Linked DNA regions of Mus musculus: all the other regions are linked to region 1. The links are chromatin contacts, called in public ChIA-PET and promoter capture Hi-C maps. All regions are on one chromosome and are shown on one strand. Each heading gives the region's core, a stretch centred on a gene start, on an enhancer-like site or on the middle of the called end of the contact. The rest is flanking DNA. Distances are from core to core; before and after follow the strand shown.

Evidence for each region. Promoter capture Hi-C pulls out the DNA fragments that hold promoters and counts their contacts. ChIA-PET counts read pairs in DNA pulled down with a chosen protein or histone mark.
Region 2: a contact with region 1 is called in an RNA polymerase II ChIA-PET map of memory CD8 T cells, with 35 read pairs. The contact joins the promoter of Vps9d1 here to the promoter of Rnf166 in region 1. A contact is called at or near these places in 2 of 39 promoter capture datasets (embryonic stem cells and neutrophils), 1 of 484 Hi-C or Micro-C datasets (the G1E-ER4 cell line), 7 of 115 datasets of contacts at active chromatin or transcription factors (T-cell acute lymphoblastic leukemia, astrocytes, bone marrow-derived macrophages and 4 more) and 2 of 9 other capture datasets (adipose tissue and pancreatic islet).
Region 3: a contact with region 1 is called in a promoter capture Hi-C map of liver, with 2.6 times the contacts expected there. The contact joins the promoter of Sult5a1 here to the promoter of Rnf166 in region 1. A contact is called at or near these places in 12 of 39 promoter capture datasets (the 3T3-L1 cell line, the C10 cell line, cranial neural crest and 8 more), 2 of 115 datasets of contacts at active chromatin or transcription factors (large pre-B cells and stem cell-derived neural progenitor cells) and 1 of 9 other capture datasets (liver).
Region 4: an RNA polymerase II ChIA-PET map of memory CD8 T cells shows a contact between it and region 1, with 6 read pairs. The contact joins the promoter of Klhdc4 here to the promoter of Rnf166 in region 1.

What each region holds. Positions count from the first base shown.
Region 1 is chr8:122,472,391-122,479,766 of GRCm38.p6, reverse strand. It overlaps Rnf166 (ring finger protein 166), which reads left to right and starts at 3,693. Exons shown (of 6, transcript NM_001033142.3): 1 at 3,693-3,904. The coding sequence starts at 3,750. It overlaps Ctu2 (cytosolic thiouridylase subunit 2), which reads right to left and starts at 3,624. Exons shown (of 15, transcript NM_153775.2): 1 at 3,472-3,624; 2 at 3,178-3,252; 3 at 2,783-2,861; 4 at 2,531-2,590; 5 at 1,522-1,582; 6 at 981-1,090; 7 at 573-874; 8 at 355-490; 9 at 46-177. The coding sequence starts at 3,539.
Region 2 is chr8:123,249,347-123,256,722 of GRCm38.p6, reverse strand. Vps9d1 (VPS9 domain containing 1) reads left to right here and starts at 2,501. Exons shown (of 15, transcript NM_028200.2): 1 at 2,501-2,735; 2 at 4,043-4,118; 3 at 5,704-5,796; 4 at 5,883-6,045. The coding sequence starts at 2,637. It overlaps Zfp276 (zinc finger protein (C2H2 type) 276), which reads right to left and starts at 2,528. Exons shown (of 11, transcript NM_020497.2): 1 at 1,800-2,528; 2 at 713-1,016; 3 at 393-439; 4 at 1-304. The coding sequence starts at 2,007.
Region 3 is chr8:123,152,859-123,160,234 of GRCm38.p6, reverse strand. It overlaps Sult5a1 (sulfotransferase family 5A, member 1), which reads left to right and starts at 1,955. Exons shown (of 7, transcript NM_020564.3): 1 at 1,955-2,047; 2 at 2,648-2,796. The coding sequence starts at 2,655.
Region 4 is chr8:121,826,159-121,833,534 of GRCm38.p6, reverse strand. It overlaps Klhdc4 (kelch domain containing 4), which reads left to right and starts at 3,966. Exons shown (of 12, transcript NM_145605.2): 1 at 3,966-4,153. The coding sequence starts at 4,055. It overlaps Gm24283 (a small nuclear RNA gene), which reads right to left and starts at 3,099; the gene lies at 2,993-3,099.

The sequences.
Region 1 (7,376 bases), core at 2,444-4,943:
AGGCTGCCCCCAACCAGCCCACGCCATCCTCCTCTGAAGGCCCACCTTGGTATCGATGGCTGGTGTGAAGACTGAGGGGACTCTAAACAGGTGGTTGTAGAAGGCCACTTCCTTCAGCGTGTGGTCCCGCATGGGCCTCACCAACACCACATCCCCGTGTCGCTCATCTGAGAAGCCCTAGGGAGCAGACACCATATGGAGCAAATCCCAGCAGTACGGGCTCCTACTGCCACCGCCATCTATGCTTGGGTCCCAGGCCTCTCCATTTGGAAGACCCCAGGATAACCCAAAGGTGCCTTCAAATGGAGGAGGCCAAAGAGTCAAAGGACAGCCTGGCCTCTAGACCCTGCATACCGTGTCCCAGGCGAGGAAGGCGCCTCTCCCCAGGGCCAGGTTGGTCATAAGCTTGATGGCCAGGCGGGTGCAGGTCTCCCCTGTCATTACCTTGCAATAGCCATGGACTCGGGCTATGTGCACAATCAGATGGGTCCTGGGATGGGGAGAATCATGGGAGCTGGAGCCGGAGCCCCTCCCACAAGCCAGGCAGGGCTGGCCTGAGGCAGTGTGCTCACCTCAGGGTCTGCAGAAGCTCCTCTTTGGCTGTCAGTGTCTTTATGGAGCTGAACAACCTAGACAAGGCCTCTGTCTGAGCAGCTGTGGGGTACCCGGCCGTGCCTGAGGGTTCCCGGCCGTGGGATGGATGCAGCCGAGCCTCTCCCTGAGCTGGGCTGGCACCGGCCTCAGCTCCCAGCACACGCTGCTGCTGCTGCTGCTGCTGCTGCAGGAAGCGGTCCACGGCAGCCTTGTAGGCCTCCTCTGTCCCTGCTGACTCCTGGGAAGTGCAGCATAGCACTGATGGGGGCAAGCTGAACACCTTGAAAGATGAAAGAAGGGACACTGAGTCCAAGGTCCATGGAGCCTGATGGGTATTCTCCCTCCAAGGCCACCACAGGACCCTTTACAGGGGCAGACCCACCTACCTCTTCTAAGGCAACCACATGCCATGGGAAACCAGTGTTCTCCAGGATCCGCTTCACCTCAGCCACCGTCTTCTGTCTGTCCTCCAAGCTCTGACCACAGGCTGCGCCCTCTGTGAAACCCAGGGGGACACATGTAGGTTTTACAGAGGAAGAGCCTGATGGGACAGGCTGGGGGGGGGGCATCAGTGTCACATACAAAAGTCCCACCAGGTCTGTTCTGTAAGAGCAGGACTGGCCTTTTCTTTGGGGTGCTTTCAGACAGGCTCCCCTTTTCTTTGGGGTGCTTTCAGACAGGCTCCCCTTTTCTTTGGGGTGCTTTCAGACAGGCTCCCCTTTTCTTTGGGGTGCTTTCAGACAGGCTCCCCTCACAGCTAAAGAAACTGGCTAGTCTTTCTGTCCCAAAGACAGCTCTAAGCTCACCTTCTTCAACCATGGGCCCTTCGATACAATTGGAAGGCACCTCTGTCCCCAGTCTGTCCCCTGGAAAGCCTGTGGGGCTCATGCATGGCTGGGGACTAGGAAGAGGAGTGACCACACATACCATCAACATAGATGACTCCTGGCACAAAGCGCAGCCGTTTCGCAGAATCCTGACTCAGGCCCTAGAAGGGAAGTGTCAGGACTCAGCTCTGGCCAAAAGCACTTCTCTGGAAGTATGCTCCAGTCAGTGGACCAAACTGCCTAGGCCTTCCTCCTCACAGGGGTGTGTGGGGCCAAGTCTTCCCTCCTGCATGAGGGCATGTCCTATCTGAATCAGAAACTTCAGAACTCTCCCCAACCCCCAGCCTGTCTCTGACACCTAAGCAACCTGAGACAGCGGCTGAGCCATGGGGAACGCTTTTACCATCTGCTGGGTTCCCCAGAATCCCCAGAAAGTGTTTTGAAATGTAAGAACTGAGGTGACAATACGTGGAGAGCAGGGGCGGAGTCTCCCATGAGAAGCGGTATCAGACACTGACGGCTTCACAGTGAGCTCTCACCTTCACATGTGTAGGTCTGGGGGACCAGCAGGTGACACAAAAGCCACTCAAGTACGACACAGGTCATTCACACTGGAGCAGCACCGCCACTGAGACCTCCCCTACCAAGACAGCCTCTACACTGGCCCCTCTAGCTGGTACCCTACAGTGAGAGAGCATGTAGTTCCCTGCTCTGCATGGGGTCCCTCAAGGAAACCCTGTATACCTCTGCAGGTTCAGACACTCTTAGCTTGAGTCCCGTTCCATCTGCCCCACTCCCTTCTACCTATGCTGCTTCTCCCGTTGTTTTTGGCAAATGCTTCTCTCTGCTCTTTGTCATGATTGGCCAATCTTTGAAACTGTGTCCTAACAAATAAAGCTCAATAGGGATGTAGCCTGGGACCCTGTGTAGGGCATGTGTCTGGACTGCACACCTGCTGAATATATATGGGACATCCTAAAGGTGTCCCAGTTGGGGTGGGGTGGGGTACTGTCTAGTGTTAACCAAAAACTTCCATAGTATAGGCTGAGGAAGGAGGCCCCTGCTAATTCAATCCAGAAGCTTACGCCCAGAAGATGGTGTAGATGTACCTCAAGCACTTGCCAGACCATGGAGCTGGACGAAGGGCCCCCAGACCAGGACAGGAGCACCTGGGGGTGGGAAGGGCAGCATCAGCACGGAGGCATGCATCCGCAATATGAGCATGTCTTGTCCACTTCTTGGACAGCCCCAGACACCAAGTCTACCCTCAATGTCCAGGGACAGTAGGCCAGCTGAAGAAACGAACATAAACGGAAGACAGCAGGGCTGACAGCCGAGCGCCCAGGCACCACACATCGTACCTTCTCCCCAGGAAAGATGACCCGGTTCTTCCCAAGCATGGCTCTGAATTTGTGAACGTAGAATGCCTTGAAACAAACCCTGTAACACAGAAGCAAAGGGAGGCTGGCTGCACCTGCGCAGGAGACTGTGGGATTTTGTTTGACAGGGTCATCTCTGCAGCCCAAGCTGGCCTCAGATCGGAGGTAATTCTCCTGTCATGGACTCTGAAGTGTTGAATTGACGGGTGTGCCTAGTTTAGATGACAAGGGTCGTCACCAGTGGTTCCCACCACTATTTACGGTTAGGGCTAAGCACTTACAAGTTACCGCGCCTTTACAAGAAAACAAGCAAGCCTGGAAAAGGGGCGTGCGGGGGTGGGGGTGGGGTGGGGTGGGGACGGCTGCCCAGATCTCACCTGCAGAAGGCATCTCCCGCTCGTATCACCACCACCGGCAGGCCTTCTGCGCACTTCACACATTTCTGCTCCCGGCTTTGAGAGAACAAGAACATATGTGGCAGAATTCTCGCACCATGGCGGGCTTGGGGGAGTCAGGGTCGCGCTTCCCGGCCCGAGCTGGCGGAGGAAGCGCCAGGCTCACGCGCCAGGGCCTAGGTTTAGTTCTAGCCGCCGACTCACAGCAGTCCCGGAATTCCGGTTGGTGGGGAACCGAAGGGGACTGTCCCCGGCCTGGTGGTAGAAGGTTCTTACCTTGGCCGCGGCACGGGCGGAGGCTCCCGCCGCGCCGGCCCCGCGTAATCCTCACCGGCCTGACACATGGAGGGGTGGGTCCCGACTGCGGAGTGGCGTGAGGAGCCGGCGCGCTGAGATGCCGGCGCGCTGAGATGCCGTCACCGCCGAGCGGGCGCTGTCGTGACGCAACCCGGGGAGGTGGGGCCTGGGCGGTGACGCCAGCGCGGCGCCGTCGCGGCAGTGACGCCGGGTCTGCCGGCCTGGATAGGGGGCGGCGGCGGCGGCCTGCCCCGGGGATGGCGATGTTCCGCAGCCTGGTGGCCTCGGCGCAGCAGCGGCAGCCGCCGGCTGGGCCCGCGGGCGGCGACAGCGGCCTGGAGGCGCAGTTCAGCTGTCCCATCTGCCTGGAGGTGTACCATCGGCCAGTGGCCATCGGCAGCTGCGGCCACACGTGAGAGCGCGCGCCGGGAGCCCGCGGGAGGGGGGTCCGGGCCGGGGTCGTGGCTGGCGGCCGAAAGGAGACGTGGGGAAAGCAGCCCCTGCCCGCCGGCCGCGCGCGCGCCCTGCACCCGCCCCGGCCCCGCGCGTTGCCAACGGCCGCCGGCTGCTTCGAGGGCGGTGGACGCGGCCGCTGCGCCGAGCGCGGGGGTCCGGGCTTGCAGAGATCGGGTGAGCGGGCCGTTGTAAATAAACGACTTGTGGCTTCTGCAACCCACTCTGTTCCACCCCATGTCTACTCGTGTTGACTGTCAAGGAAATGAGTTTCCCTAAAGTTAGGAGAGGGACGCGTTTGGAGCCTGGTGTTTTGTTTTGAAGGACTTGGCCTATTCTGAACAGGAAGCTTCCAGGTAGCGGGGCCTAAAGGGACCCAGACATCAAGCACTTCGTTAGGTGCCCAGCTGAGCCAAGACACCCCCCACCCCCAATCTAGCGGCTCCTCCTCCCGTGTTTCAGGAGCAGAAACTTGAGGATGTGACTCTGCGCGGGAGGGAGCGGTGCTCAGGGCCTTCACAACCCCAGCCTGGTTGGGAGGGAGCCAAGATAGAACGTCTGCTCCATGACCTCCCCACAGTACAGCTCTTGAGATTAGCCGATAGAGAACGGGCAGGAGGAGGACTTGTCAGCAGACAGCCCCTCTGCTTGGGGCAGGACAAGGTGCACCCAGATTGGTGGGAGGCATTTTGCAAACAGAGGCAGCTGATTTTGGAGGCTCTAATGCAGAGGGAACTGGAGCCGCTTGGGTAGGCGTGTGCCTGCGAGTCATACAGGGAGGTGGCAGAGACCTTGTCTCCATCCAGGGCTGCCTTGACTTTCCCTGCCCCCTGTGTCAGGCTGAACCGAAGACTGGATCCCTCTGGAGAGCTCTGCTAGGTTGTCTTGGAAGAGCACAGCTAGCTCCTGCTCAGCCTAATGCTCCTGTGATATTCTAGCAGGAAGCCTTGGATCAGGACCCATTTTTTTGTATGCACGCACAAGTGGGTGTTTTACGGTGTGTTCTGTGAAGTGTTGTCTTTTTTTTTTTTTTTTTTTTTTTACAATCCCTTCACTCGGTGCACACAGGCCACTGCTGCATTCTTCAGTTTGCTACTATTCACCAATCAGTATGTGTTGTCCTCTTAGAAAGGTAGAACACGGGATTGAAAAGCACCTTTAAACCTGTAAACCTGTTCCCATTGCTCCCTCTGCAGGCTTTTATCTGGACAGCGTCACCTTGGGAAGGTGGCCCTGCTTTCTTTGCCAGTTCCGTTTCCCCAGCTGTTCAGTCCTACCTTTAATTCGCAGTGTCTGTTGGGTGTAGCCCTTGTTTAAAATAAGTGTGAGGGTTAAGTTTTCACATCACCTTTTAAAATGTCACTGATCCCTCTGTCTTCACCTCCTGACCAGAAGCTGTTTCCTTCTTGAGGTTTTTTGTGAGTAGAACCCTCCCTACAGAGTTGCTGCACTGCTACCCGGACAAGAGAAGGAGAGGAAGTGGGGAGACTTTGTGGCTGCAGATACAGGCAGGAGGCCTGCCAGTGGCGCCACTGTGGAGGTGTGCTCCAGGAACTATCCCAAGGCCACTGTAGAGGTGTGCTCCAGGCTGTATCCCAAGGCCACAGAGGAGCAGTCTTGAGACTTCACAAAGCAACTTTGCCTGAGGGAACTGGCTGCCTTGAGGGTGGAAGAACACAGGAAGGGGCAATGCAATGGGTGTTCTCTCCCACATTCACGCCCTCAGTTGTGTCACATGGTGGAGAAGCTGCCCTACACCAGCCTCTGTAGATGCAGGCAGGAACTCTCTGTGGGAGAAGTGTGGTCTGGAAACTAGGCCAAGAGCCCCACGTTTCGTTCTACTTCCTCTTGGGGAGAGTCACCGCGTAGACTTGAGACCTCCTCGCCTTCTTAGAGAAGGAGTGCCTTCCTCTGGCCACGCCAGCATCTTTGAAGGCCTGCTCTTCTGGGACCATTTTCCTTTTTCCCAGTGTGGCCTTGCTCTCCCTGTGGGTTTCTCTGAGGTAGAATATAGGGCTGCATGGTTTGTTCATTCAGATCAGGCATGGTGGCTCCTACCTATAAATTGGTAGCACTCCTAGTATTTGGAAGACTGAGGTAAGACAGGAATGAGTTCAAAGCCTGGCACAGGCCACAAAGTGAAGTCTTTTTGTTAAAGTTTTTAGGGTTTTTATTTTTTGTTTTATGGGTGTTTTGCTTGCATGTATGTCTGTATCATGCATGCACCTCCCATGGAGGCCAGAAATGGCACTGGACCGCCTTGGGACTGTAGCTGCAGACAGTCGATAGCCACCATGTCTGCAGGAGCAACCAGGGCTCTTAACCAGTGAGTCACTGAGCCATCTCTCCAGCCTTGTGCCTCAAAAAGCTCAACAACTGTAGAAGCCATTGGTTCCCCTCATGCTCAGTCACACAACCTTTAGCGCCATCTAGAACATTCTCCACCCCAAAAAGCAGCCACTCCTTGCACAGTCCTGGCATCTGCTCACCAGTTCGCTCACTCTCGGGATTGGGCCGTGCTGCACATTTCCTATAAACGGAACTGGGATTCCAAGTCTGGGTGTGTGGTTGCTGGTGCCATCTCTGCCTGCTCTGCCAGGGTGAGGTAGGTGAGAGCAAGCCACTCTGACTGCAGGACAGTGCTTCCGAGAGTCCTTCACACCCACTGAGTGTCGACTCTCAGGCTGATCTTGTTTCTCTTGGCTCTGTTAATATGGCTTGCCAGGTGGTAGCTCCATCAAAAAGAAGGGTGCAGGGACCTTTGACACTACCTAGGGGTCCACCACCCTCATTGTTTCAAAGAATATTTTCTTTTTTTTTTTTTTTTTTTTTTTTTTGGCTTTTCGAGACAGGGTTTCTCTGTGCAGCCCTGGCTGTCCTGGAACTCACTCTGTAGACCAGGCTGGCCTCGAACTCAGAAATCCACCTACCTCTGCCTCCCTGGGATTAAAGGAGTGCGCCACCACGCCCGGCTAAGGACATTTTCTTGAGATCTCAAAGTGCTAGAAGGGACATTGGCTATGTCACCTGCAAATTCAGGAATATTCTGACACCTGACCAGTGTGGCTCATCATCCTGACCCCACAGCCTCCAAGAGAAGTAAACTTTCACACTGTCTTCTCGGAGCCTCCTCCTTCAGTCCTGGAGGCTGAGTCACTCCCCCTCCTCCTACCCGGTGCTATTAATGAGCACTTGCCATTCTGTGCAGAGGTCACCTCTTAAAACCTCAAGCTTCCACATTAAACCTAGAATCTTAATGGGCTCATATCAATAAACTCAGCCTGATCTAGTTTTATGTTCCTTCCACCATTATCCTACACACGTAAAGTCCATTCCCACACATATTCCCCAGGCTTCTGCTTAGTGAGTTAGCAAACTCATTAAGCTCCTTAGTAGTATGGCTCACTTCCTCAGGGACTACATTTTTTTAC
Region 2 (7,376 bases), core at 1,252-3,751, 780 kb before region 1:
CAGAGCCGAGAGGCAGCTCCCGTGGGGTTGGACTCTGAGTTCTGGGCCAGCCGTGGTGACAGGTCCTTGCCCCACGCCCATTTCACTGCTAATGCACTGTCCAAAAAGAGAGCTCTGCAGCTGGAGGCTGTGTCCATGGTGAAGTCGTGGCCCTGGTCGCAGCCCCACACAGCCTGGATGATGCCGCAGTACTCAGAGGACAGTGTCCTCTGGAGGCTGGGCAGAGACCCACAGCTGACTGCATGCTCATGCACCCAGCCCACCAAGCCGTGCAGACACCGAGGGCTGGAGGCGATCAGGTCAGCTGAGGAGAATCAACAGAGATGTCAGGCTCACCGTGGCCAGCGCTAGGCCCTCCCTGGGACGCCCACCCTGGCACAGATAGCACTCACCCACACATGCTCCCTCCTCTGCCACTGTGGTAGGCTGAACACCAACCCTGCAAAGCATCAGTGGCCACAGTTTAGGAACCTCTCAAGGTCACAAACGTCTTCCACAGGGCCCCTCTGTCAGCTGCCCTGGTTCCCTCTCTCCTAAGTGATAGCTCTTCACCCTCAGATCTCTGCAAACATTGCCACCACAGCACCCCATTGTAACACCATGAGCTTTTGTATGCTAGCTTTTGTCCACCCCAAGTCACTGCCTTAAGTCAACACCTAGAACACAGGGTGACGAACCCCTAAAAGTCCCTAGAAATCCAACAAGGGCCTACTTTGTACAAGGCTTCCTCTGGCCAGCTGGGGAGACGTTGACTCTCTGTAAGAAGGTCCTGAGAAGGCTGTGGCACTGATAGAATTGGGTGTAGCAGTTCTTGCAGACAGACTGAGGCAGGGCTGGGTCCTGGTGCACAGCGACACCCAGCAGACGCTGGAAGTCCCTAATGAAGACACGCTCTCCTGGGGACAGTCTTTCTGAAGTCTCCCCAGGCACTCTGTCAGAGATGCTTCGGAGGCTCCGTGAGGAAAACTTCCCATGGCAGAGTCGACAATGCCCCATAGCGAGAGTCCGGCCTGCTCCTGCGCAGAGAAGCAAATGTGACATAAGCGAGGTACTCGCAGTGCAAGGGCCACTCTTCCCCCTGGCCTCCGAACACTGCAAGCAGAGAAGTGCCCGCACCAGGCTTCCTAAACACAAGAGTAGCGGGACTGGGACTCGGGAGCTGGCCTTCCTCACTGAACACTCAATATTCAAGGAACCCCAGATGCCTACAACGAAGATGAAACTTAACATCCCTATTCTGAAAATGTGTCCAAGCCGTGCCTCAAGAAACTAACTCACTGTTCATCCCTGTCCATCTATAGGTGCCCTGCCTGCAGCATGTGCATGATGCCACCCAACTGCCCCTAGTGGGAGTAAAGGACAGCTTACATAGGAAAGCCATTCTCAGATGACTGAAGAACACCACACTAATGTGATGCACATGGAGGCTGTTAACCTAACTAGCTGCTGCTTGTTCACAAACTCGCAGCCGCACAAGGAACAAGCAGTTAGTTCACTTAACTCAGTTCCCAACGCAGGTTAGGTTATAGGCCTGTTTTAACCATCAAGAAACTGGGGTTCAGAAAAAGTTAAGCAATTACCCTAAAAGTCCATAGCACGAAGAGCAAACTTGAAGCCACACCTGTGTGCCTTCAAATCTTACGCACTAAATAGCAGCGACACAGAGCTGTCTGGGCGGCAGAGGAAAGGGCCTCTATCGGCAGTTCTCCAGAGGGCCCGCGTTCTCCAGAACCAGGAGGCCTGGTTTGCTCTCATTATCACTAAGCTCGCACCGGGGCCCGAGGACGCCTGGAACCCACCAGCTTCGTCTGTACCGTCGTCGCCTGTGTCCCCGCAGGAGCGTGTCATCGAGCCCCAGCTGAGCTGAGCAGCCGCCCCGTCAGCGCTCGTTCCGCCGCTGCGAGAAGGGCGACCCCGAGTCCGACCGCTTCCACAGCCGCCGCCCGAACCCCCGCGCTGCCGAGCTATTCCGGGAGACAGGAAGCGGCCGAGGCGGTCCCGCTTCATGGTGGTAGGCGACACTCGCTCCCTGCTCCGCGCTGCTCGGTGTGGCTCGGCCCCCTGACTTCTTGCTAGAGCGGACTTAACTTGGCACACTCCGTGCCGTTCCGCTACTCTCCGCCGCGCTGCCCCGCTCCGCTCGGCTCCCCGAGATCGGAGCCGGAGGAAGCGAGGGCTGCAAGGAAGCGAGGAGCGGTCTGGGGAGCCACAGCGGCCGCGGCGGGGTCAGGAGCCCGGAGTTCTTCGGGTCTCTCGGAACTCGCGACAGGCCCTTAAAGGAGGGGCAGCCCGGAGGGTGAACGGCCGCGGACTGCCGCCCGGGCGGTGGCGCACAACAGAAACCCTTCAGAGCAGTAGCTCTCCCCGCCAGCCTTCCCGTCCGCGCTCGCAGCAAGTTGGCCGGAGGAGGTGACAAGAGCCACTGACCCCTCCGGTCCCCTAAACCCAAGTCTGCGCGGCGGGGCGGGGCGCGGCGGGGCGGGGCAAGGCCGGCGGAAGTGTGTCCGGGTCCCCTTCCGGCGGTGCGCAGCTCCTGCGCCTCCCTCAGCTCCGCGCTCCGCGTTCCGGTCTGGAGGCGTCCGCCCCGTCCCGCCCCTGCCGCCGCGGCCTCCCGCTCCCCGCCCCCGCCCAGCGCCATGGCCGCTGCGGCCGGGGACGGCGGGGCGAAGCCACTGCAGAGCGCCATGAAACTGGCCAACAAGGCCATCGAGCTAGACACCGGCAACCGGCCCCGGGTGAGGCTGGGAGGGTCGCGGAAGCAGCTCTGGGAGGCCCTTTGCCCCTGGTGGGTGGGCGAGGGCGGGCGTGTAGAGGGATTCGGCGCTCCCGATGCGCGCGGCGGCGGCGGCGGCTCTGGGACCGCGCCCGGAGACCCGGGGCCCGGAGGCTAAGGGCGCCGAGCTCTGCGGGGACCTGGAACAGCTCAGCTCGCACTGGGCCTAGATTTACCTGTGTGATGAGGCGGTGTGACATAAGGAGGAGGTTCTGTTTGCAAAGGACCTACATCCAAGATGTAGATGACAGATGTGTGTGTGTGTGTGTGTGTGTGTGTGTGTGTGTGTATTCTTGACAGAGTCTGTGTAGAGTTAATCTAGAAAAGACCCGACTGTTGGCTCATTCAGGATGCTGCTGCTGTCTGCAGTTGCCTTCAAAGGTCATTTGTAAAGAAACCCAGGCACAAAAGGGGTGTGGCCTGTCACTGAGAATAACTGCTAATTAAAAGGATGGCAACAAGGTAGAAAAGCCGGCTGGGCCACCCAGAGCTTCCATAGGACAGGACGAATCACTGGTTGTCCAGTGCCCCAACTTAGTTTTCTAGGGCACCCTCACAAGACCAGAATCCTACCTGAAACCCATTTTATCTGAAGTGCTGAGCTAATTAAAGTTGGGTAATTTTGACAACGAGTAAAACGAAACACATACAGACCAGAGTGCGTTCTGTCTTGAGCTGTCACAGAGCCCAGAGCAGAGGGGTCACACAGCTGAAACCTGCAGCTCGGTGCTCTGGGCTCCTTTGAGCAGAGGGAATTATTCTGGAGTCTGTAGAATGTTATTTCTTCACCTAAGCCAAAACTTGAGATTGACAGATGAGCCCTTATCCTCTCCTCAGATTTCAGGAAGTGCTTTTCATGAGACATGGAAAGACTGCTAGTCTTTGAGTTGCACAGGAAGAGAACTTTGTCACACAGAGTGGAAACCCTTATTGCTGCTCAGGCAGCTCTGTGGAGCCTCCTGACTGAAGCTCAGCTCCTTCATGTGGTGGATAGTAATGAGAGGAGAGGTGTGTCTGTCTGGGAACTCCTCAGCACAGTGTTGAAGGAAGGAATTCTTTGATTTTTTGTTCTGTTTGATATCTTTTTCCCTTCAAGTCTAGACAGTATAGATACCATCTGTGTCCTAGCTGGACCATCCATCACTGAAGCCTAGAAGGAAGTCTTGTCAAAAAACAAGCAGGCACTGTTGGTCCTGCAGTTGTATCTGGGCATTCACCAGGCAGGCAGGATGCAGGCCTGACCACTGCTATTCTCTCCCCTGCATCTAGGAAGCGTACGTGGAATACCTGCGCAGCATCCACTACATCTCCCAGGTATTGCTCGAAGACGTGGAAAACACTACAGGTATGCCTTCAGACTTGCTACTCCTCTCATGATAGCAAAATGGTGCCCCCACCCACCCACCCATGCCCTTGCCCACCAGCTGGCACCGCCAAATGTTTTCAGATGAGGGCGGGGAACTGTCTCCTTTTCTGCCTTCTGAGGTTTTCCAGAGGTCTCCTGTCTCTTTCCAACCTGGTCCTTATCGTTAGCATATGATGTCATAGTGTGACATGCTGGCATTGAGGAGAAGTGGTCAGGATTAGGGGACGGATTGTGAATTGGGTCAAGACACTGCCTCAAGGTAGTTAAGAGTGAGATGCACAAAGTGGGGGCCTTGCCAGCAAAAGTACGTTTAAAAGGTCCTGGAGGAGGAAGTAGTTAAATTAGTGTTTTGTACATCTTGGACGGATGTGGAAGAGAATTCTGGGAACCTCCCAGAGCTCTACCCAGCATGGGGAGGAGCATAGAGCTTGGGTGTATTCTGAAAGAGAAGCCAACCAGACTTGCTGGGGTGGGTGGTGAGCTGCTAGCCACAGGGGGTGTTCCAAGCAGATGAGGGGCGACATCACATAAGGGGAGAAATGGTGAATCCCGGTGTGCTGCTACAGATGCAGCTCAGTTGGTAGACAGCTCTTGTCTAGCATGCAGGAAGCCCTGGGTTTGTCCCTGGCACAGCATAGATGAATGTGATAGCACAAGTCTGCAGTCTTAGCGTTTAGGAAATGGAGGCAGGAGGATCAGAGGTTTGCGATCATCCTCAGCTATGTAGTGAGTAGGAGGCCAGCCTGGGCTACATGAGGCCCTGTCTCAAATTTTTAGAAGTAGAGAATTCGTCTGTGAACATGTAAAGTCTGAGGCACAGGCAACCCACTGGACAAAGGAACACAGTTAGGGAGAGTTACTGGGGAACACATGAGCTCAGCTGAGCCCTCAAGTGTCTGAAGCCAGGGGTTTCCAGAAAAAACTTAAGGCAGTAGTATCTTAGAGGACAGGAAAAAATTGGAATGACCTGCCGTCTTTTGCATAGCAAGGCTGGGTAAGGACAGTTTAGGGGAACCTGGGTGCTAAAACGGGTATGGACTGAGGAGGGAATGGAGTTTATGAGGCATTCATTGGAAGGGGGAACAGGAGAGTGGTTGCAGGAGCTGGGAGGACTTAGCGAAGCACAAAAAGACGTGTCTGCTGATGGAAGCGGGCCATGGGCGGCAGGGAGCAGCACAGGCACCCGAAGTCACCCATGGGAGACACCGGGGAAGGAGGCCGGCCGTGCACACGTAGCACCTACAGGGGGGCAGGTCTGTGGAACAGGCAGCTAGTAGGTGGTGGGCTAGGAGACCCTGTAGCACCCATGTCTCTGTGCAGTAGCCATGAGGGCTGCATGGCTGTCCCCAGAGGAGCTGTGATTACAAGCAGGCCTGACACTCGGGCACCAGAGAAGGGCAGGTCAGCGTGATGCTTGGCTGCCAATCCCACATGCGTGCCCTGTATTGAGCCACAGTTCCGAGATGAATATGAGTTGGCTTGCCTAGCTTTTACAGTTCCTTCTTCTTAGTCAGAATGTGAGTCACTGCAGAAGGGCTAACTGTCCCCCATGTTCCTTCCCTAGAAGCTGGGGAAACTGTGCCCCCTGAGACCTCAAAGATGCTAAAGCTGGCTGAACAGTGTCTGGAGCGGGCCCAGTCAACAGCTACCAAGCTTGGTGGGTACACAAAGAAGAGGGCTCCTGGGGCCTGCTTTGTGGGCTGGTCCTAGCCTGCTGACCAGGGCGCTGTGCATGCCTTGCAGGGAGAATATGCCTGAAGCCAGCCGTACCTGCGGCTCCTCCCACACCCTTGCCAACCAGCAGACACCGCCGAGTGTGTTCAGATGAAGGGGGGAAGCTGTCTCCTTTCCTGCCCCCTGAGATCTTCCAGAAGCTGCAGGTGGCAGAATCACAAAACTCTAAGAAGTAAGATGGGCAGAGTGGGAGGTGTGCTAACGCTGTTGATGGGTTGGAGGCTGCACCCAGTGAGTTCCCCTTGGAGCAGTTGGTTAAAGTGGCTCCCAGAGCAGACACACACCTGGCCTGACAGAAGCAAGTGCAAACTCTCTCAGGAAAAGTGCCTTCGTCTTTAAAAAAAAGTGAACGGCAAACAGACACAGCCATTTAGAAAACAGACTTGATGAGGTAATGATGACGGAACAGACCTGGGAAATTTTCAGGTAGTTACCAGGCAATGGCCAAACAGCACTGAGGTTTGTTTAGAAATACAAAGTTTAGCCAGGCAGTGGTGGCACACGCCTTTAGTCCCAGCACTTGGGAGGCAGAGGCAGGCAGATCTCTGAGTTCGAGGCCAGCCTGGTCTACAGAGTGAGTTCCAGGACAGTCAGGGCTACACAGAGAAACCTTGTCTCGAAAAACCAAAACCAAAAACCAAAATAAATAATGAAAAATGTAATGCTAAAATTTGTTTTTTAAAATGAGTTAGGGAATCTAACGTCCTCTTCTGGCCACCTTGAACACCGGGCACACATACTTCCGTGCCCAGACATATATGTGGGCAAAAAACACCCATATATACAAAAATAAAGTCATAATTAAAAATAAATAAAAACTAGATAGTTGAGAATGTAGCTGAACGGAAGAGTGCCTCCTTAGCATGCATGAAGCCCTGGACTTGTTCCCTGGTGCTTCATATAATCATAGTGCTCAGGAGGTAGAGTCAAGAGGATCGTGGGTTCAAGTTCACCCTGAGCTACCTATTGAATTTGAGGCTAGCCTGGCCAGAGGTCATAGCATATGCCTGTAACCCCAGAATTTAGAAGGTCAAGGAAGGCCTGCCTTAACTATATAGTAAATTCACGAACAAGCTGGGCTACTCTGACTCTCAAAAAAAGAAAGAAAGAAGGGGTGGGGGAAAGCAAGCAAGCAGGCAAAAGAAAAAAGAAAAGAAAAGCCGGCCAGGTGGTGCCAGCATGCATCTTTAATCCCACCAATAAGCAGGCAAAAGATAAAAATGTAGATGTCATAGAAACAAGACAAAAATAAGAAGACAGAAGGCCTAGCATGTTCCTTGAAGTTCTACAGAGAGAAGAAAGGCAAAGGACAGGGGACTGTTAGAATAAGAAGCTACAGTCGAGACAGTAGGCTCTGTTTTTGCACCAGTAAAAGATACCAAGACACAGGTGCAGAAAGCTCCGTGAACCCAGCCTGGATGGATCAGGCCCTCCCACATCTCCCTGCCATACCTGCTTCCCCCTAGTTCCCCAGGCCCCACCTGTCTGTGTGTGGCTTCAGCA
Region 3 (7,376 bases), core at 706-3,205, 680 kb before region 1:
ATTCATTCCATAACAGAAGTTATATGAATTAAATCTTTTAAAAATATTTTAAACTTACATGTGTGAGTGTTTAGCCTGCACATACATATTTGTACCATCTGGTGCAGTGACTTTGATGGCCAGAAGAGTGTCCTAGTCATAAAACCCCCTAGAATTGGAGTTATAGATGGTTGTGAGCCACCATGTGGGTACTGGGAACTGAATCCAAGTCCCCTGCAAGAGCAGGAAGTGCTGTTAATTGCTGAGCCATCTCTCTAATCTCCCACTGCTTTTGAGACAGGGTCTCCTGTAGCTCAGGCTGGCCTTAAAGTCAATGTATAGCTGATGACCTTAAATATTTGACTCTCCTCTACCTCCTGAATGCTGGGATTGTAGGCATATGTCACCATGTTTGTGCAATGGCACATATGCCACCATGTATGTGCATTGGCATGTATGCCACCTTGTATGTGCAATGGCGGAGACTGAATCCAGGGTTCCCGAACGCCAGGTAAGCACTCTTCCGACTGAGCCCCATCTTCAGCTCTTCTATATGAATCACACTTCAAGAAAGCTATCACAGCCGGGTGGTGGTGGCACACGCCTTTAATCCCAGCACTTGGGAAGCAGAGGCAGGCGGATTTCTGAGTTCGAGGACAGCCTGGTCTACAAAGTGAGTTCCAGGACAGCCTGTAGGACTATACAGAGAAACCCTGTCTTCAAAAAACAAAAAAACAAACAAACAAAAAAGAAATCTATCACAACTAGAAACAGCCCTGATGTCCGTAAACATACGGTGAGCAGGTGAACACTTACCTATTCAACACAACACAGCCGCGTGGAAGAACTGTCCATACACACAATGACATGGATGAATGTCGTAAGCAACACAAGGAGCAGGGAACAAACCCAGACACAAGGCTGTGCATCGTGTGGCCTTCAACAACAAGGGAAACAAGAGGTGATGACAGGCTTGAGTAACTTATCGGGGGAGGACACGGGTTTATGGTAAGAAGGAGGCCTGAACTGTTTTATATGTCCCAGTCGTGACTGTGGTAGTCACATGGTGTGTGAATTAGTGAAATCAATTTAGCTGAGCCTTTGGAGAACTTGGCTGTAGTCTCTGTGGGTTGCGTGTGCTGATTTCTCCCGGGCAAGGTCTGAGAAGAGGAATCAGGACCAGAGTTACACTTTAAAGGACAGCCAAGGACAAACAGACACCGGGTCAGTGTGTGCTCTGTGGGTGTGTGTTGATACACACACCGTTTCCTACCTATAAGACAAAGAGGATGAGGACCCTTGGGTACTCCCCTGCAGCAGAATGGATCAAAAACAAACCAGAAGCCCAAACCAACCAAACAGAAGAACACAAATCTCCTAAGCAAATGGAAGAAGTTTTGTTGTGTTGTATACAAATCCCCTGGACTCTGGTTGTAAGTGGCCCTGTAGGCAGAGAGACATTTTCATGCTGGCTGGCAGCTGCCTAATGAGAACATGAGACAAGGGAATCTGGTGGTTGGCAGCTGGAGGTGGCGGGAGATGGAAAAGTCTTCACGGATGTACTCTGTCAGAGCTGGTTGCTTTGTACTGTATCTTACCACAAATGTCAAAATTATATAAACTGCATGGTGGGTCCTAGGGTGGTAGAGAAAGCTGCCTTCTGTTGTCAGAATACAAGAAAGGGACGGTGCACTGCCTCTTCCTGGCCCCTTCCTGGCCCCTTCCTGGCCCTTCCTGGCCAGTGCTCCACAGGGGAGCATTGTTGAAACAGGAAAATTGTGTCATTCCCAGACACTGTTAAACTTATTTTTTGAGCACCTTAGTCTGCTTGAAAAATAGGTTTTGTCCCGAAGATTATCCGCTTATTGCTTGCCTATGGGGGCGCTCTTCCCAGCCCCTCCCCCAAATGGGTCTGGTTGGGGGCGGGGCACCCTGCAGTCTTCTGCCCCAGGGCCCTGCAACGCTAGGGTGGAGCCTCTTTGGAGGTGCCCAAGTAGAGCCTGAGCCACATTTCCTAGGTCTGGGCTGCGTGCGCACAGCCAGGTACCACTGGAAGAAGGACTTTGTGGTAAGTAGGGGATCCCGAGGAAACAGGGGAGGTGGGGCTTCTGTCGGAGGCTGCTCCAGGATTCAGTAGAAACATTCCTGTCAGCCCAGTCTGGGCAGCTGTAGAGCAAGACTGGAGGGGGGCTGTGGGTGGGAGCTGCTTGCTCTCTAGATGGGGCCTTTAGATACCGATCCCACTATGCTTTGGGGCCGAGACAAGCAGCTCTCAAGTCCGCAAGGATGTTCATGATCCATCACAACCACACACTTTCGAGGTGTAGCCCTGCATACAGATGGCCAAGAGCTGGTGGCTAGGGCAGAATTCTGCAAGCAACCAGCCACACTCTCAAGGCCAGACAGATGCCACTGTCATTCCAAGGCCATAGCACAGAGGTCTATATCCTCTGATGGGGTTGGGACCTTTCTTGGGCCAGACGACAGACAAGTCTGTCCAAGGTTCTAAGATGGTCCTGCAATGATGCCTGAGAGCAATAACAGTAGCCACTGGGTGTGGACCTATCTCAACACTTTCATGATGGAATGGCAGACTGGCCTGTATCTACTGGAAAGAGCTTGGGCCCTCGGTAACAGACTTCCTCACCTCCAGCCCTGTTCCGCACAGCACCAGCATGACTGAGCGCATGAACACCACTGAAATCTTCGATGGCGTCCGCTTCCCAGGATTCATACACACCCCAGAGTCCCTGAAAGCGGCTTGCTCCTTCCAGTTCCAGGACACAGACATCCTCTTGGTAACATTTCCCAAGTCAGGTGAGAGACAGACTGGGACAAGGAGCCTGGACAATCCAACACCAGGGCTTCCTGCCACCCATAGTGCCTCAGTCCCCTTCTCGGCACTGTAGACACCCGGGCCCTCTCTGTCACCTGTGACTGGTATAAGCTGTAGGGCTGCCTTTCTGGCTTGAGTCAGTACCAGCTGTATGAAGCCCCTCACTAGCCTCCTTGGCTGGTTGTTCCTCTTTCTAATAGCCTCAGAAGCACAGGGTATCCTGGGTACAAGCAGCCCCCCTCTCCCCCTGTACCTTGGTCAGGTTCACACAGACTTCTTGTAATCTCTCTGCACTTGCTTGAACGTGTTTCTGAGGCCATGGGAGGAATGCTGGGGGGGGGGGGGTGAAATGGGGTGTGTGCTGAGAATCTGGCTTTATTCTTAGGCGGGTGGTCCTTGGGGGACAAAGCTTTTCCTTGTCCTGAATCATGCTGGGGTGAATGGTGTACATCACCCCAGTGAAGTATGTTTATGTGGGGCACAGGAACTCCCTAATCCCATAAGACTGCCTGGTCTACTCTCCTCCAGTGTGCTCAGGGTAGCAGCATAGCTCTGCAGACCCTGCATAACCATCCTCCCCATCCTGAATCCGTCAGGATAGGCACATAGGGCATAGTTTGCTTTTGTCTCCTGGACATAGCCCAGCTAGGACACAATGCCACTGAGAGCAAGATCTGCTTCATGTGACTTGGCCACCAGGGCCACCTGGACTGTAGTGACTTAGGTAAGTCAGCAATTCAGCAGATAGGGCCAAGCAACCCTCCTATACTCCACATTCCTGACAGTCTTCCCCTCACACCAGACCCCCTTCCCCTCCACCCTGCATAGTTGTCCCAAGTTCCAGCCCTGCCCCACCCCCCTCCTACTCCCTGGATCCGATCCCTCCATTCACATCTTAACATATCTACCCAGGGGCCTGGTCTGTGGGCTGGGCTTCCCACCAGAAAGAATGCAGTGGGTGGGCTGGGATCTGTCAGACTGCGCCTCCAGCCTCAGTATATCTTAAAGGATAGGGCAGCAGAGCTATGGGATCCTGGATCCAGGCTGTCACTGTCCCTGTATGTGGGCAGGGGGTGGGGACCGATCATCCCACTATAAGTACGAGATCCCATCCTCGCAGAGCAGGCAGGTTCTGGCCTGTAGCGGAAAGATACCTTGCTGAATCTTATCACATGTCCCTGAACTGGGCCCAGGCGGGCTGGGCGGGAAGGGCCACGCCTGTTCTGAGGAACCTTTTCTGGTTTGCTTTTTCTTAGACTGGTTCTGTCTGGCCTAAAAATAAAAAGGTGATATAACCTTCCCCCTACTGGAAACCAGAGAAGCTAAGGGGGGGCCCTTGACCTTCCATTCCCATTGAGCTCTCTAGGATTTGCTATCTCTGAAGGTGACCCCAGAAAGTGTGGTTGCTTGAGGGGAGTAGACACCCGAACAACTCCCAGAGCACCCTCCTCTCTGGCCAGGGCCAAAGCTCCTTTTCAGATGTCTGAGGTAGAGAAATGGGTTGGGGCACAGCCCGGTAGAGTGTTTGCTTTGTGTAGGTGAGGAATAGGCCAGATTGGCTTTCTGGAAAGACCATCGCTAAGGCTTGAATGTTCTGGAACATTCCATTAGAAAGCGATAGTGAGATGAATGTGGTGGCTCACTCCTTTAGTCCTAGAAGTTTGGAGGCAGGGGCAGGCAGATCTCTATGAGTTCAAGGCCAGCCTGGTCTACAGAACTAGTTACAGTGTAGTCAGAGCTACACAGAGGTATCTTGGCTCAAAAAAACAAACAAACCAGAAAGTGGTACTTATTAGATGCCATGGTTTCCCCTCAGGGTGCTCACAACAGGGACTGCAGACATGCATGGGAAGCCACCAGGAGCTGGGTGAGAGGTCCATGTCAAATGCTCCTCTTACTTCTCTGGCCAGTGTCCTCACAGTTCATTGGCCATCCTTCCTGGGAAGGCTTCTGCAGATCTAAACCACACTTTGCCCTCTTTCTGCCTCATGTCCCTCCTCTGCCTGATGGGGTCACTGTAGCATCAAACACACCAAGGAGGCTCCAGACCATTCATACAGTGAGTGTCCATCTCAGACCAGGGCCCTCCAGGACTCTGCAGGAAGAGCGGCGGTAGGCTAAGGACACACAACCAAGCAGGAAGCTGGCATGCAGGACTCGGGTGTTCTCGGGTCAGCTCTTCCACAATGGATCCTCTCTTCCTCTCCGCCCTGCCCTCACATTCCTGCATCTGATGCCTTCCTGGCAGATGTAGGGCTGTCCTAGCCTCCTGTCTATCCCTGCCTGCCATCCCCTGAACAGCAGCCCCAACATGCTCATAATGTAATCCTCACGGTATGCGAGCGCATGGGGCAGAGGGGACTTTGCAGTCATGATGAGACTAAGGACCTTTAGATAGATCATCATGGATCAAGGAGCCCAGTGTCATCACAGTGTCCCTAGAGAACGGTGCGTAAGGCTCAGACATAAAAGGAGTTATGATGACAGGAGTGGGGACAGGTGAGAGACGTGGCAGTGCTGCGGTGAAGCTTTCGCCCTTGGATGAGATGGTTTGGAAGTAAGATGGTAGCCCCAAGAAGCTGGAAAGGTCGTGAGGAAACAGCATCTTCTGCAATACCACCCCTATTAGCGCTTTGATACCAGAGCTACAGGATGAGGCGCATTGGTGAAAGCCACTGGTTTGGTGGTTATCTGAACATTTATTTATTTATTTATTTGTGTGTGTGTGTGTGTGTGTGTGTGTGTGTGTGTGTGTGTGCGCTTCATTCTCAGAAGCCTACAGCTACCTTACTAAATGACATGTTGAGAAGACCAAATGAAATTAGCCTGAAAGAATTTCCAGATGTGATCTATATAACTTTCTCCCCCTAATACATATTAGAAAGAATATCATAGGCAAAAAAAAAAAAAAAAAAGGAAAAAAGTGGCTAGGACCAAGTCATCCCAGTAAACTGCCATAAATGTTTCTATCACTTCCACTCAGCACCCGGGCACACATTGTGACACAGTACGTGATGTACTGAGGTCAGGTGACAACTTTCAAGAGTCAGTTTTCTCCTTCTACCATGTAGTTCTCAGGGGAGTTTATCAGGCTTGGTGACAAACCTCTTTACCCATTGAATCATCTCACCCGTCTAACTGCTGTATGGGAGGAGACAGTGGTGGTGGTGGTGGTGGTGGTGGTGGTGGTGGTGGTGGTGGTGGTGGTGTCCAGGAAGATGCTTGACCACTGCCTCCATGTCCAGGACCACATCCTGGTCACACCACACCTAGCACCATACAGGTGCCCGCCACTCATGGTCTGGTGTAAATGGAGGCCTGAGCAGGCTACTGTGTGGACATCCAACTGCTGAGGACCAGGTCTTGCTTTAGCAGAGCACAAGGGGATGTGGGTGTCTCTCCTCCCGCCTCGCAGAAAACCTGCTTTTGCATCTACTCCTGTAGAAGCTGCGAATCCTTCCCAAGCTCCCAGAGGCTGACAGGAACTGCAGAATGGAGCAACACCTAGCCCTCAGGAACACCCGTACCTTCCTGCTCCAGTGGCCTCAGCCTACCTTTCTAAATGCAATGGATGACTAAAGTGTGCCTGCCCATAAGGCAGGAAGGTGGAAAGCCCTAGTGTTCCCTGGAAGCCACTCCTGCCCGGGTCCCTGTGATCCCAGAACTCTCTCTGGGGCCTTTTACATCCATGTCTCCTATCTCCTTGATAATGTTGTCTTTTTTTTTTTTTTCCAAGACAGGGTTTTTCTGTGTAGCCCTGGCTGTCCTGGAACTCACTCTGTAGACCAGGCTGGCCTCGAATTCAGAAATCTGCCTGCCTCTGCCTCCCAAGTGCTGGGATTAAAGGTGTGCACCACTACTGCCCTGATAGGGTTAAGTCTTACACACAGTACTTTCCCCTTGTTTGTGATCTTAGTTACCCAAACTCAGTGTAAAAATTTTAAAGGAAAAGTTCTAGAAATCACTAACTCCTGTCTTAAAGTGTGTGAGGAAAACCTCTCACCGTCTGCTTCCTCCAGCCTGGGACGTGACTTTTCCACTCTCTCCGTGCTGCATCTGTAATGGCCACCACTGATCTCTTATCAAAGTTCCCAGTTATCAAATCCAGGGCCACAGAACCCAGTACTCCTGTTCACGTAGCCCTTGTCTCAGGTTGCCAAGGTCTGTGGGGAAAAAGCAATCTGTGAAAGGATGAAAACGAGGGAAGAAATCCAAGCTGGTTTTGCTGTTACCTTGAGTGAGATGGGTCGCCAAGCAACATGGAAAAGGTAGTGGAACTTTAAGTCCTGGGCTTGGCCTTGAGTGTCCTTTGGGGAGGGTAGTAGGGTGGCCTGTGCCCGCTCTAGCTCCACTGCCCTCAGGACAAAGGAAGAGAGTGGTCCTTGTGGTCATGGGAAACAAACTGCAATCTCCAGCCTGGGGCCAGGTAAGACACAAAGAAAAAAAGGCACTAGGTTATAGATGGAAGATATGACTGATGGCAGGGTGCTGTCACTGATCTTGGTGTGTGCTCTACTTACTTATTTATTTACAGGGTTTTTCAAATTTGTTTTGTTTTGTT
Region 4 (7,376 bases), core at 2,717-5,216, 650 kb after region 1:
AGACCGTCGTCTTCCCACAGCCACTAGGGTCCTTACGGTCCGCAGTGGCAGCTGCCAGAATACAGAATACCAGAACTGGTAACACAGGTGGGGCTCAAACCCACAATCTCAGAACTGAAAAACTAAGACACAAATTCAGCAGTGCCACACTTAGACACTTAGACAACAGACAACATAACAAGACTCACACAAACAAACGCACCTCCAAGGGGTCCTTCGGGGTTCCTGGGTGTCACGCAGATCTCGGTGGGACCTCCAAATGAAAGAACTCAGTGGGGAAACCCCCACTCAGCTCCCGATTCGGCGTGCACCCAAGAATCACGAATAGAACACAACACCTTGATGTAACAACAAGAGGTTTTTTAATGGCGGAGCTCCGGGTCGAAACGTATCTCACACAACAGGAGACAGTGGATTCGACCACGAGGCTTGGAAGCTAGGGGGTTTTATAGAAAAGGAGTGGGGCTGGGGGAGGAATTGGCGCGGTTTCACATGATTGGTCCATTTAAACATCAGCAGCCTGTAACATTTAACTTAGGTCAGAGGGGTGGGAGCTAGGGAGGCGATGGGCTTGCCCGGGCATGTCCTGGTCTGTTCTGCTATGTTCTCAGCCCCAGGTTTCAAAGCTCAGAAACAACTCTTTGGGCTATTTAACATACATTACATGAATTACAGTTTTATTTCCTTTCACAATCACATTGGTTGTTTGTGGTGAAGGTGGTTAGCAGTCAGCATCCTCTTCAAGTCCTTTGTTGTTAATGGACTTTCCTTTCTCCTCTGAACTTCAAGTTGAAGACAGCAGAGGGCGCCCTGCCACGGATATAAAAGGGAGTCTAAAATTGACGCGTTACATTTAAGTCAATCTATTAAATTTTCAAAGATGTGAATTTTACTAAAATAGAACCCGGTACTTAATCTTTTCACTATTTTAGGATTCTGACCTCACTCTATCTGCTCTGTTCCCTTTCCTTCCTGGTAATGAACATTTCAACCTCCCGTGAATCACTGTGACATGTACCATCAAGAGCTTTTCCAATTTAGCTTCGAGATTCTTTCAGATAATGAAAGCATTAGTCCCTGCAATTTCCAGATCTTTCTAAGTCTTCCACAAAGAATATGGTCTCCCTTTCACAGGCCTGAAGAGGGAATGCTGGTGTATATGTGTGTGTGTGTGTGTGTGTGTGTGTGTAAGTGGACTGATGTGATGTTCTTTGAAGGCCTGTTCCACTTTAAGTGTGGTGCTCAGAGGTTACCTAATATTTTCAGAACAATGAGGAGGATAAGAGATGTTTTAGGTTAGAGCTTGTTAGAAACAGCGGTTCACCTGAGCAGTGGGCAGAGCAGCCTGTTGCTACAGTGCAGAAGGGGTCTGGAGGCTCAGCTCCAGTGGCTGGCTATCTCTGATCCGGTAACTATTTTCCCCCTCTAGCATTACACATGATCTGCAAGCAGTCTTGGAGATCAGCAGAGCCTTCATTTGGTTCCTCTCTTCTCTCCCCTCCTCTTTTTCCTTTTGTAGAACTTTTGGAGAATTCTCTCCTCCAGGCATGATATTTCTGTCTCTATCTTGAAATCAGAGCTGTTTTGGCTGGGCAGTGTGGCTCATGCCTTTAGTCACAGCACTTGGGAGGTCACTGAATATCTGAGTTCAAGGCTAGCCTAGTCTAAAGAGAGGGTTTCAGAACAGCCAGGGATACACAGAAAAACCTGTCGTAAAAAAACAAAAACAAAAACAAACAACAGCCAAAAAAGAAAATAGGGGAGGGAGGAAATAAATCAAAGCAGTTTTATTCTGTGTCTTTCCTAGTAATGAAAATTTTAACCTCTGGTGAATCACTGTGACCTGTATTAAGAGCTTCCCAATTTAGCTTTGAGATTCTTTCAGATAATAAAAGCATTAATCCCTGCAACTTCCAGATCTTTCTAAATCTTCCGCAGAGGATATACTTTCCCTTTCAGCCCTGAAGAAGGAACAGTGCTATATATTGCGAACAGTGGAGAATGTTAATAGCCTCTTACAACATTGGGTCTTTTCATTTTCTCCTGCAGAAGGAAGGGGCGACCACAGACTCTCACTAGAGACTCCAACCGCTCCTCGCTCAGCCGCCTCAGCTGCCAGGAGCTTAGTGCCAGGCTGTACAGGAGGTGGGAGGTGGCTTGGGTACCAGTGATACAATGTTTATAAATTCCTCATCCACCCATGCTAGGTGAGACGTTTATGAGACGTGGCTGCCTTCGAGTCACCTGTGCTCCTGTAAATCAAAACAAACAACTCAGTACTTCAACAAGCTACTGAGTCCAAGCTACTGGACTTGGAATAATTTCTTTGGTCTTTTAGATCTCTCTCTCTCTCTCTCTCTCTCTCTCTTGTATCTATCTATGTATCTATCTATGTATCTATCTATGTATCTATCTATCTATCTATATTTTTTTATGATAGAGGGTTTTCTCTGTGTGGCCTTGGCTGTCCTGAAACTCTCTTTATAGATCAGGCTGGCCTTGAATTCATAGAGATCCAACTATCTCTGCTTCCTGAGTGCCAGGATTCAAGGCTGTGCTATCACTGCCCAGCTGTTTTTTGGTTTGTGTGTGTGTGTGTGTTTGTATAAAATATATTTTAATCAGATTCTTTCCCCTCACCAAACTCCACCTTGATACCCTACCACCACAAACACAAACAGCGGCTTTTGGATGGTAAAAATACCCCCTGATTGGCTTTTCCTTTGGGAGTGAGATAGGGCTGTTAAGGGATGCACACCTGGGATAACTCTACAGATAGGTTCTAGCTGAGATGAGCTTTCTGAAGACAATTTCAATTTCATCTTTGAAAAGTATGGAATGAAGTTGGGCAGTGGCACACACCTTTAATCCCATCACTCGGAAGGCAGAGGCAGGCAGATCTCTGTGAGTTCGAGGCCAGCCTGCTTTACAGAGTGAGTTCCAGGGCAGCCAAAGCTACAGAGAGAAACCTTGTCTCCAAAAAGACATAAGAAAAATGATGGAACGCATCATGCATTTGCGTGCTATTCTTTCGCAGGGGCCATGCTAACAATCCCTGTATCATTCCAATGTTAGCATATCTGCTGCCAACGCGAGCACATTTCTTTTATCTGTTGACGTCCTGTTTGGGGTGAAAAGTTGATTCTGTGTATCTCTTCAGGAAAAAAAAAAAAAAAAAGAAAGAAAAGAAAGAAAGAAAGAAACCACACAACACCATTGTTTTCCTCAAAAGCAAGTTTTCTTCTTAAGAACTAGGTTTATGGAAAAACCTGGAACTGAATTGGGAGCTCCCGCCTCCTCAGAGCGTCAATGATTAGTGGTTGGCCCGATCCAAGGCAGTTTCTTTAAAGGCTGTGCTTTGGCAGCGTTCCCACCGAGAAAGAAGATTAGTTCCTCGTCTATGTGTTCCCTTTGCCAGTATTTTGCTTGCCCTTGTCCTTATTTTGCGCCATTCCTTGATTACAGCTCAAAGACGACACCCTCTAGGCAATGCACTCTGCTCTTTCAAAACCGCGGGTCCCTCTTCCACTGTACCATTTAGGTCAAACCCGGGAGCATATTTTCCTATTACGTATCTGCCAGACCGTAAATCAAGCACCGTCGGGAGTACAGATACCCATCACCAGCCCGGGTCTCCCAATGGAGGGACATGCTGGTCCAGTGAAGCATCGCCAGCAGAAGGGCAAAGGCACTGCGGGAGGGCCTGACAGGTCCTGGCACATTTTACATGGGATAGGGAAAGAGGGCTGCCTTAATTCATGTCAGGAATCCCTAAGTACGTGGAAATTCCTCTGTGGGATGAGGCGGTCAGCATCCCACATGCTCGCGTCTCGTTTAGAGTCACGCAGCTTGCTGGTGTGCCAGCGGAGCGGCTCCCTACTCACGCGGCCCGAGACGGACCCAAAGTACTGGTGGGATCGGCTGCTCCACGGAACACCAGAGCAAAGGACAGGAAGTGAGCCTCCTATAGCGCGCCGCTCGTTTCCGGCCCGGCAGAACATCATCATTCATTTGCCTCCGGTTGTCTCCCGGGCGCCGCTTCCGAATCGGCGCGATGGGCAAGAAGGGAAAGAAGGAGAAGAAGGGCCGCGGCGCGGAGAAGACGGCCGCCAAGATGGAGAAGAAGGTGTCCAAGCGCTCGCGGAAGGAGGAGGTGAGCGGGGCCCGGAGCGGCGTGCGATCGCGGGCGGGAGACCCGGAGGCGGGGTTGCGCCCGGTGTCCCTGGGTGGCTTCGGGCCTGCGCCGAGCCCGGTGCCCCCGGGCCTCTCCTCTCTCGGGTCCCTTTGCAGTCCCGAAACTCCTCGTTTATCCGGTCGCCCTCTCTTCCATGGAAGACCAGATCTGTCCTGTTCGGTTCCGCGTGCTTACCTTTCTGTGGGCAGAGTAAAGCAACGTGGTGGGGCTTAGTAGAGGAGAAGTGAAGCTGGGTGATTCCTGCTTGGTCCAGGTCTGCGTTCCGGGAGTAAAGCCGTAACGGTCCTGCGCCTGTCCCCACTCCCCAGCCCCCAGCCCTAAAAGGAGAGCAGATTTTCTTCCAGCAGCCTCAGGGAGTGAGCCACGAGTAGGAATTTGGGGGTTGTGTCTGTTGGTTTTCGAGACAGGGTTTCTCTGTCCTGGAAGTCACTCTGTTGACCAGGCTGGTCTTGAACTGAGAGAACTCCCGCTGCTTCTACCTCCCGAGTGGAGTGCTGGAATTAAAGGCGTGCCACCATCAGCAGGATTTAGTAACCAGACAAGTCACTGAAACTGCGGTGTTTCAGGACATTTGGTTGTGACCTTCACTCATATTCTTATAGGCATTGATTATCCCAGGACCTACAGGTGGATCTGTGCGGAAGTTCAAGCACCGTGCTTGCTGTTGTCTTAGGGCTTTCTGACCCAAGAAACTATGGAGGCAGCTTTGATGGCCACGTTTAGCTCAGTGGTCTGCCAGGCACAGGACTTCCTGGGCTCCCCTCCTCATAACCTTGGAAGAGGGAACCTCAATTGAGAATATACCTCCATAAGATTGGCCTGTGTGGAGCTGGAGAGATGGCTCAGCTGTTAAGAGCATATGTTGCTCTTCCAGAGGATCCAGGTTTTATTCTGTGGACCCATCTGGGAGCTCACAGGTCTCTGGCCTTTGTGGGCACCAGGCACACATTCTGGCAAGACGCCTACACATATGAAATAACGCATTTTTAAAAACCTGCTTCTAGGCAAATCTGTGGGGGTATTGTCTTGATTAGTGATTGGTATTGGAAGATCTAACCCATACCTGGGCAGGTGGCACTGGGTCGTTAAGAAAAAAGCTGAGCAAGCTACAGCAAACTAGCCAAGAAGCAGCTATCCGCCTTGGTCTCTGCTTCATCTCCTGCCCCTGGGGTTCCTGCTCTAACTTCCTTTCAGGATGGAATGTAAGCTGTAAGGTGAGATAAACCCTCTCCTTCCCGGTTGCTTTTGATCACAGCAATAGAAAGCAAACTTGGACACCCTAGTAAACTCAGGGGAGTGGGCACTGTGTGGGTGTGGGAAAGTTTGGTTTCAGTGCTGGCCAGCATGCTTGTTGCCTTAGTGTCCAGGTCTGTGGTGACAGCTGGGACGTAGGTAGGGGCTGTCGAGTGGTAGCCCGCAGGTTAGCACCGACCCTGTCATTCAGGCACTGGTCTAAAGGACTCAAGGCCTGTTCTCATGGAGCCCATATCTTAGCATGGGAATAGGAGCTGGAAACCAGTAAGCAAGAGGAATCCCAGGAATGGCTGTGTAGACAGCAAGGTAGGCTGTTGGCACAAACAGGTTGTCAGAGGGCAGTGTGGCCAGGTTGCAGTTCCCTTCATAGAAAACCCTTGATTGATTGGCAGGAGGTGCGCATGCGTCTACACCTACAGAAAGCTGCTTTGATTGATTGGCAGGAGGTGCGCATGCGTCTACACCTACAGAAAGCTGCTTTGATTGATTGGCAGGAGGTGCGCATGCGTCTACACCTACAGAAAGCTGCTTTGATTGATTGGCAGGAGGTGTGCACGCGTCTACACCTACAGAAAGCTGCTTTGATTGATTGGCAGGAGGTGTGCATGCGTCTACACCTACAGAAAGCTGCTTTGATTGATTGGCAGGAGGTGCGCATGCGTCTACACCTACAGAAAGCTGCTTTGATTGATTGGCAGGAGGTGTGCACGCGTCTACACCTACAGAAAGCTGCTTTGATTGATTGGCAGGAGGTGTGCACGCGTCTACACCTACAGAAAGCTGCTTTGATTGATTGGCAGGAGGTGTGCACGCGTCTACACCTACAGAAAGCTGCTTTGATTGATTGGCAGGAGGTGCGCACGCGTCTACACCTACAGAAAGCTGCTTTGATTGATTGGCAGGAGGTGCGCATGCGTCTACACCTACAGAAAGCTGCTTTGATTGATTGGCAGGAGGTGCGCATACGTCTACACCTACAGAAAGCTGCTTTGATTGATTGGCAGGAGGTGTGCATGCGTCTACACCTACAGAAAGCTGCTTTGATTGATTGGCAGGAGGTGCGCATGCGTCTACACCTACAGAAAGCTGCTTTGATTGATTGGCAGGAGGTGCGCATGCGTCTACACCTACAGAAAGCTGCTTTGATTGATTGGCAGGAGGTGCGCATGCGTCTACACCTACAGAAAGCTGCTTTGATTGATTGCCAGGAGGTGCGCATGCGTCTACACCTACAGAAAGCTGCTTTGATTGATTGGCAGGAGGGGTGCATGCGTCTACACCTACAGAAAGCTGCTTTGATTGATTGGCAGGAGGTGCGCATGCGTCTACACCTACAGAAAGCTGCTTTGATTGATTGGCAGGAGGTGCGCATGCGTCTACACCTACAGAAAGCTGCTTTGATTGATTGGCAGGAGGTGTGCATGCGTCTACACCTACAGAAAGCTGCTTTGATTGATTGGCAGGAGGTGCGCATGCGTCTACACCTACAGAAAGCTGCTTTGATTGATTGGCAGGAGGTGCGCATGCGTCTACACCTACAGAAAGCTGCTTTGATTGATTGGCAGGAGGTGCGCATGCGTCTACACCTACAGAAAGCTGCTTTGATTGATTGGCAGGAGGGGTGCATGCGTCTACACCTACAGAAAGCTGCTTTGATTGATTGGCAGGAGGGGTGCATGCGTCTACACCTACAGAAAGCTGCTTTGATTGATTGGCAGGAGGTGCGCATGCGTCTACACCTACAGAAAGCTGCTTTGATTGATTGGCAGGAGGTGTGCACGCGTCTACACCTACAGAAAGCTGCTTTGATTGATTGGCAGGAGGTGCGCATGCGTCTACACCTACAGAAAGCTGCTTTGATTGATTGGCAGGAGGTGTGCACGCGTCTACACCTACAGAAAGCTGCTTTGATTGATTGGCAGGAGGT